Regions from separate parts of the Hordeum vulgare genome. Here region 2 is linked to region 1. The links are chromatin contacts, called in public Hi-C maps. All regions are on one chromosome and are shown on one strand. Each heading gives the region's core, a stretch centred on a gene start, on an enhancer-like site or on the middle of the called end of the contact. The rest is flanking DNA. Distances are from core to core; before and after follow the strand shown. Region 1 holds the start of LOC123403970 (cytosolic invertase 1). Region 2 has its middle 370 kb from the start of LOC123404485.

Region 1 (3,351 bases), core at 342-2,841:
GGAGCAACAAACAACACAGACAAAGAACACATATGACATGATGCCATGATGCGCAAGTGGTGAAGCCAAACTTGAACTCCTATGCCAATCCAACACAGGAAGGGTCGTACAAGGAAATCTTTACCTAATAATAAAGAGGCTATCGCTTCCGTCGGAAAACCCACCGAGTTGATTTTACAAAAAAACCCTTATTGTTTATGACATTAAACTCGTAGTATATATTAAATATTTTTTAAATACTCATATCTTTTAAACCGTAACTCTAAATTTAACATATTATACATGTAGTTTGATTAGAAAAATATGTAGAATTTAAATATGATATTATTTTATCTGTTAAACGTTTAATAAAAATACTATCTAGGGTGCAATCTTAATAAATAAGTCATTATTCGTCTTTCTTTCATTCCGGTAATCATCCGGGTTGGGGATGAACACGTCAACAAAATCAGGATTAGAGATGAAACTGAAGGTCACTTGACTGATTCTTTGTACATATTAAATCTACATACAAGCCGTGTTAAAATAGAAGACCAATGAAATTTTGAACTGCATTTTTGTAGGATAAGACCATCTTTATTTGTATCGTAACTATAAATTCTTAAATTATAGACTTTTTATAAATTAAGAATGTGTGCCGTGTGATATTTCTTTCTCCCGTTGCAACGCATGGGCCCTTTTGCTAGTATTACCAAAAGGGGTAGGTGGTGCATTGGGGCTGTCACAGCCGCGCCATTGGCAGCAGTCGCTACTCTGCGTGTCTCCGTGCGACGGAGGCGGGAGTGGTGGTCGCGGGTGGAGTCGAGCCGTCATCGCGTGGTCGACGGCCTGAGGCGCCGTGCACTCGCCTGCTTCGCTCCGGCTAATGCGCGGACCTTGAGGAATGGGCGGCGACTACTATGCCGCGCCATGCCTTAGCCGGCCTCCGCCGCGTTCACCATCACATGGGGCCACATCGCTGGTGGCTGGCGCCCCGACGCTGCCCCTGTACTACTGACGCCACTTCGGGCGTTAGGCAGCCACTATGAGTATTATATACTCCCTCCGTTCCTAAATATAAGTCTTTTAAGAGATTTCACTAAATGACTACATACGGAGCAAAATGAGTGAATCTACACTCTAAAGTATGTCTATATACATCCGTATATAGTTTTTTAGTGAAGTTTCTAAAAAGACTTATATTTAGAAACGGAGGAAGTACGTACTACTACAGATCCGATAATCAGCTCGTATTGATCCGTGTGTTTAGCATTTTCGCTGATCCGCCCAGCCCCGCCCCCGCTTCCGGAAATCGGCAGGCAGACGATCTCCGGACGGCCACCACGATGCTCACCTTTCCTTGGGCACCCAACAACCGCCCCCAGCACTCAACCGGGGTCGGCGTTCCACGTCAGCGCCTCGTCCTCATCTCATCCCAATTCCCAACCACACCAACCCCCCACGTGCTGCTGCACACCGGCCGCACCCGGTAACCCAAAATCTCTCACATCATCCACCCACCATCACGCACCGCGGGTCCCCTTGGGCGAGATGGTCCCACTCGACATGGACAAAAAGGTCACGGGTTTATAGCGCGTGTCCCCGTCGGCGCCCAGGCCCCGCTGGGCTATAAGTAGGCGGCCCTCCGCCTACTTCTCATTTTTTTTCCCATTTACCTCTGCGGAACCCCCCTCGCCTCGAGATTCGCGCTGCCGTGTCTGCTTCTGGGTCCGCGCTGCCGTTGTCTAGCGTCCCGAGCTAGATCTCTCAGCTCGCTCTTCGCCGCCGTTTTGGGCTTAGATCTGGCTGGGGCGAGTAGGTGGAGGCCGGCCGCAGATTCGCGAGGAGGGAGGGGAGCCATGGAGCTGGGGGCGGCCGGGATGCGGCGGTCCGCGTCGCACAACTCGCTGTCCGGGTCCGATGACTTCGACCTCACACACCTGCTCAACAAGCCGCGGATCAACGTCGAGCGCCAGCGCTCCTTCGACGACCGTTCGCTCAGCGACGTCTCCTACTCCGGTGGCCACGCCAGGGGAGGCGGAGGCTTTGACGGCATGTACTCCCCGGGCGGCGGTCTACGCTCTCTGGTCGGCACGCCGGCCTCCTCGGCGCTCCACTCTTTCGAGCCCCACCCCATAGTAGGCGACGCCTGGGAGGCCCTCCGCCGCTCCCTCGTCTTTTTCCGCGGCCAGCCGCTTGGTACCATCGCCGCTTTCGACCATGCATCCGAGGAAGTCCTAAACTATGACCAGGTAGTACAAGCAACGATTTTTTTCTCAATGTTATAATGAATCGAGATTTTAAGTCTGAATTAAATTTATGAAGGAGTAGCATGTTATCGACATATGCTTATGTGACTTGGGGGCGGTTCGCTGCAGGTGTTTGTGAGAGATTTCGTGCCCAGCGCCATGGCGTTTCTGATGAATGGCGAGCCGGAGATTGTCAAGAACTTCCTGCTCAAGACCGTTTTGTTGCAGGGTTGGGAGAAGAAGGTTGATCGGTTTAAGCTTGGTGAGGGGGCCATGCCTGCAAGCTTTAAAGTGCTTCATGACGATAAGAAGGGTGTTGATACCCTTCACGCCGATTTTGGTGAGAGCGCAATTGGGCGGGTTGCACCAGTGGATTCGGGGTTCTGGTGGATCATACTATTGCGGGCCTACACAAAGTCCACCGGGGATTTGACTCTGGCAGAGAGGCCGGAATGCCAGAAGGCAATGAGGCTCATTCTGAGCCTGTGCTTGTCTGAGGGATTTGATACCTTCCCGACATTGTTATGTGCTGATGGTTGCTGCATGATAGATCGTAGGATGGTAAGTTATAGACTGACACTTTCAATATGTTCAAGTCAAATAAGAGTACGTTTCACAGGACTGCAAATTTCCTATTCTTTTAATCAATGAATCACCACTTCTGTGACTCTATTGACATACATACACCATTCTTTTGGGCTAACATTTCATAGAATTACTGCTGTAGATATTTCTTTAAACTTACAGAATTATGAAACAACTGATGTGCTTTGCTGAAACAAGGGTGATATAGTGGAAGTTCTATCAAATGTAACAAATACATGTCTTTTCATCTAGTCTCAGAGAAGCTCAAACAAGTCTCATGTCTGTTTCAGCAAATGTCAGTACTTCCATAATTTTTATATAATTGAATATCTATCAAACAAACAAGTTGTAGCACTGTGGCATCTTAGCCCAAGGTAATGGTAGGTCTGTATAAATGCTGAATTGGCGATATAATTTTTATAAGTAAGGAAAAAATACTGTTGTTCTGTAAAATTTATTCATATAAATTTATACACCTAATATTATGGAACGGAGGGAGTATTATCCTAATTCAAGATCAAATATCATGGTCGAAGTC
Region 2 (3,351 bases), core at 262-2,761, 430 kb after region 1:
GCGTGGGCGGCGTAGGAGCGCATGAGGGCGGCCGGAGCGGAGCCAACGCGCAGGGTGAAGTCCGTGGTGGTGAGGCGAGGCGAGGCGTAGCCGGCCGGGCAAGCGGAGGCGGGCGATGCCGCGGTTCGAGAACGCGCAGGCCGATACCGAGTCCATGTAGATGCATCTCTTCAGGGAATCGGGGTTTCCTTCTTCTTTTTCCTTGGTTCCGTGATCCGATTTCATGATTCTGCTGTCAAAACTGATGTAGCCTGGACCATATTGGATGATGACAGTCGCGTCCACCAGACGAATCGCACATGCTACACCGTGGAGGACATTTAGATGGAAACTGCACCCGGGGCAGATGTAGATGAACGCTTGGTTTTGATGAATTGATGGATTTGTAGGACTGGCTTCTGCCGCTGACGTCAACCTCTCTTTTATCAGTCGTATATGGGATTTTTTCACGATTTTAATCCATGATATGAAAATATTTTACGGAATGAATTTTGATTGAAACCATTTCACGATCTGATTTTTTTGAAACGCCAGAACCCGTAGCGTTGCAGACGCACATAGAAACGCCAGTCTAATGTGCCGTTGCAGACGCACATAGAAACGCCAGTCTAATGTGGCGTTGCAGACCCACTCAAACGCCAGTTTAATGTGGCGTTGCAGGCCACGAGTGAAACGCCATGGTCCATGGCGTTTTAGCAGTACACATGTTGCTGGCAGCATGCCGTGGGCTGGCTGGATGTCGTCGCTGCGTTTCATAGTGGGTCTGCAACGCCAGCACTGTTGGCGTTTCACAATCGGCCTGCAACGCTACATTAGACTGACGTTGCAAGAAAGAAAAAACGCCACGGTAGACAGGCTTGTCACTATAGGGCAGCAACGCCAGCACTGTTGGCGTTTCACAGTGGATCTGCAACGCCACTGTAGACTGGTGTTGTAAAAAAGAAAAAACGCCACGATAGACAGGCGTATCACTGTAGGACAGCAACGCCACGGTAGACAGGCTTGCATAGTGGGGCAGCAACGCCACGACTTGTGGCGTTTCTTAAAAAGTCAGATCGTGAAATGGTTTCAAATCTGGTTCATTTGTGTTCATGTTTAAAGAAAAGTTAAAACAGTGAAAAAATCCTCGTACATGCAACATCATATTACTGGAAAAAGATTTGACCTTGGATTGATTTGTTCGGATGATTCGGTCGGTATGATCCTTGGCTGGATGTAGCAATTGGAGCCTGGAGTAGAAAACTGTTTTGGCTTTCACATGATAGAACCTGGCGTGGTGAATCTGGGTGAATTAAACTAGAACGTTTTCCCTCTGCCCGGCGAACAGCAATACTAATTGCCTTCGATCCAATCACTCTGCACTCCCTTTTCACTTTTCATCTAATCTTTAAAAATACCAGCGACAACTCACACAACGGCCACAACCTCGGACGTGAGATTCTTCCTGCTCCATGCGAACGACAAGACATAGAAGCAGTCGGACACGACAATAAATGCTACGTGCTCGAACGCGACACGGCGGCGACTCAAGGCGCGGCACTGGCAGAAGCCAGGACGAGTCCTAGACAGGCAAGGTGCAGCCAACGGCGAGTCGGCTTCGAGGCAAAGTTATTGTGGCAAAAACCAAATCTAATTCCCGTTCGTGGCGATACATGCATGTAGGTCAACTCAACCGGAGCCATCTGGTTGTTTTTCTCCATCAACCGTGCATGTTTTGCACAGAGGTTGATCTGGCTTCGTATCGATGGATTGTTAGAGACGCGTGTGACGACGCTCAAGTCCCACCTTAATTTTTCTTCAACTCAGATCTTATATTGTGAACAGCTTCTCGATCCTTGAAAGAAATCCCTCCAAAAACACAATTCCATCATGCGGTTAGCCTCACGGTGGGCGCCAACTGTCGTAGTTTTCTCACGGCAGATGTCCTCGTACAAGGACTTTAGGTGTGAGGCCATCGCAACCATGTGGCGGTTGAAAGGTTGGTCGGAATCGAAAGACGCGAGTTTACCCAGGTTCGGCCCCTCCGATGGAGGTAAAAGCCTATGTCCTGCTTGTGTTTCATTGATTAAGATAATGATCTCGATTACAAGGGTGCAGACTCGGCACCTCTAATCTCGTTGGTGTCTAATCTGTCTATCTCATGATTTGTCTTGTCTAGACCTAAACTGTGAATCTGTCTATTGAGACGTCTAAAAAACCTAACCCTCTTGGGGTGTCTCGCCCCTCCTTATATAAGCTAAAGGGGCGAGATACATATAGAGTCCAAGCCGGATTTAGGCTTAGCATATTATGACTCTCCATCACGGGCTTCTCTTCGTGGGATTCTGAGTCCGGGCTAGTTACGAACGGATTGCTGAGTCCCGGGCTACTTACAAATGGATTGCTGAGTCTCGGACGACTTATGAACAGTTTGCTGAGTCCCGGGCGGCTTACGACCGGGCTACTTACGACCGGGCTGCTTACAAACAGATTGCTGAGTCCCCGGGCGGCTTACGACCGGGTTGCTTACAACCGGGCTGCTTACGACTGGGCTGCTTACAACCAGGCTGCTTACAAACAGATTGCTGAGTCCCTGGATGGCTTACGACCGGGCTGCTTACAACCAGGCTTCTCTTCAAGACTCATCTTCAGGGAATCGTTTCCGGAACTTGACTGTCTGGCTGGTTATAACTGTCTGCCGAGTCATAACTGTCTGCCTAGTCATAACCGTCTGCCAGGTCATACCGCGGGGTATATCCCCGACACTTGTCATGGTAATAGCCCTGTTGGCACAGTCCAAGATGCTTTGGGGTTTGTCCAACCAGTCCATGCCGAGAATTATTTCTAGGCCTTGCGAGTTAATGACAATGAGATCTGCTGAGAAGCTTATCCCATTGATAACAATCCCGACTTTCCTACACCCTAGGTTGGTCCTTAACACTGCTCCCGGGGTTTGTATTGCCATTTGCCCATTAAGCAGAGTAGGCTTCAAACCACATTTTTCCGCAAATCTTTGTGTAACAAAGAATCTGAAGCACTACAATCAAACAATATTGTTGCTGGGGTGGAGTTGACGAGGAACGTACCCAGAATGGAGTCCGGGTCTTCCTGTGCGTCTTCTGCGGAGATATGATTGATCCGCCCCCTGCTGTGATACTTCTGGTTGCGGGGAGCTTGGTTCCTGCCTGGTGCTAATTGGCCTTGGTTTGGCGCATTGGGGCGCGCTGCTTCGGGCTTCTTGTTGGGACACTGCCTGGAATAGTGCCATGTCTGTCCACATCCAAAACAGGTAACTTGCGCTGGAAGGTTGGTCTTGACCCCAATGTTGTTCGGTGGGTTGAATGCTGGCTTGGTGTTGACTTGCTGCTGAGG

Evidence for each region. A called contact is a pair of places that touch in the nucleus more often than the background predicts.
Region 2: a Hi-C map of leaf shows a contact between it and region 1, with 5 times the contacts expected there. The contact joins the enhancer-like site here to the promoter of LOC123403970 in region 1. A contact is called at or near these places in 2 of 6 Hi-C or Micro-C datasets (leaf and seedling) and 1 of 1 datasets of contacts at active chromatin or transcription factors (embryo).

Annotation. Positions count from the first base shown.
Region 1 is chr6H:233,670,866-233,674,216 of MorexV3_pseudomolecules_assembly, forward strand. LOC123403970 (cytosolic invertase 1) reads left to right here and starts at 1,592. Exons shown (of 4, transcript XM_045097873.1): 1 at 1,592-2,231; 2 at 2,358-2,789. The coding sequence starts at 1,839.
Region 2 is chr6H:234,104,305-234,107,655 of MorexV3_pseudomolecules_assembly, forward strand. No RefSeq gene overlaps it. Among protein-coding and RNA genes, the nearest start is that of LOC123404485, 370 kb to the right of the region's middle. Within about 2 kb of position 1,512, at least 2 of the 3 cell types and tissues checked have open chromatin away from gene starts, as enhancers often do. A contact at or near this core is called in leaf, where this site is marked.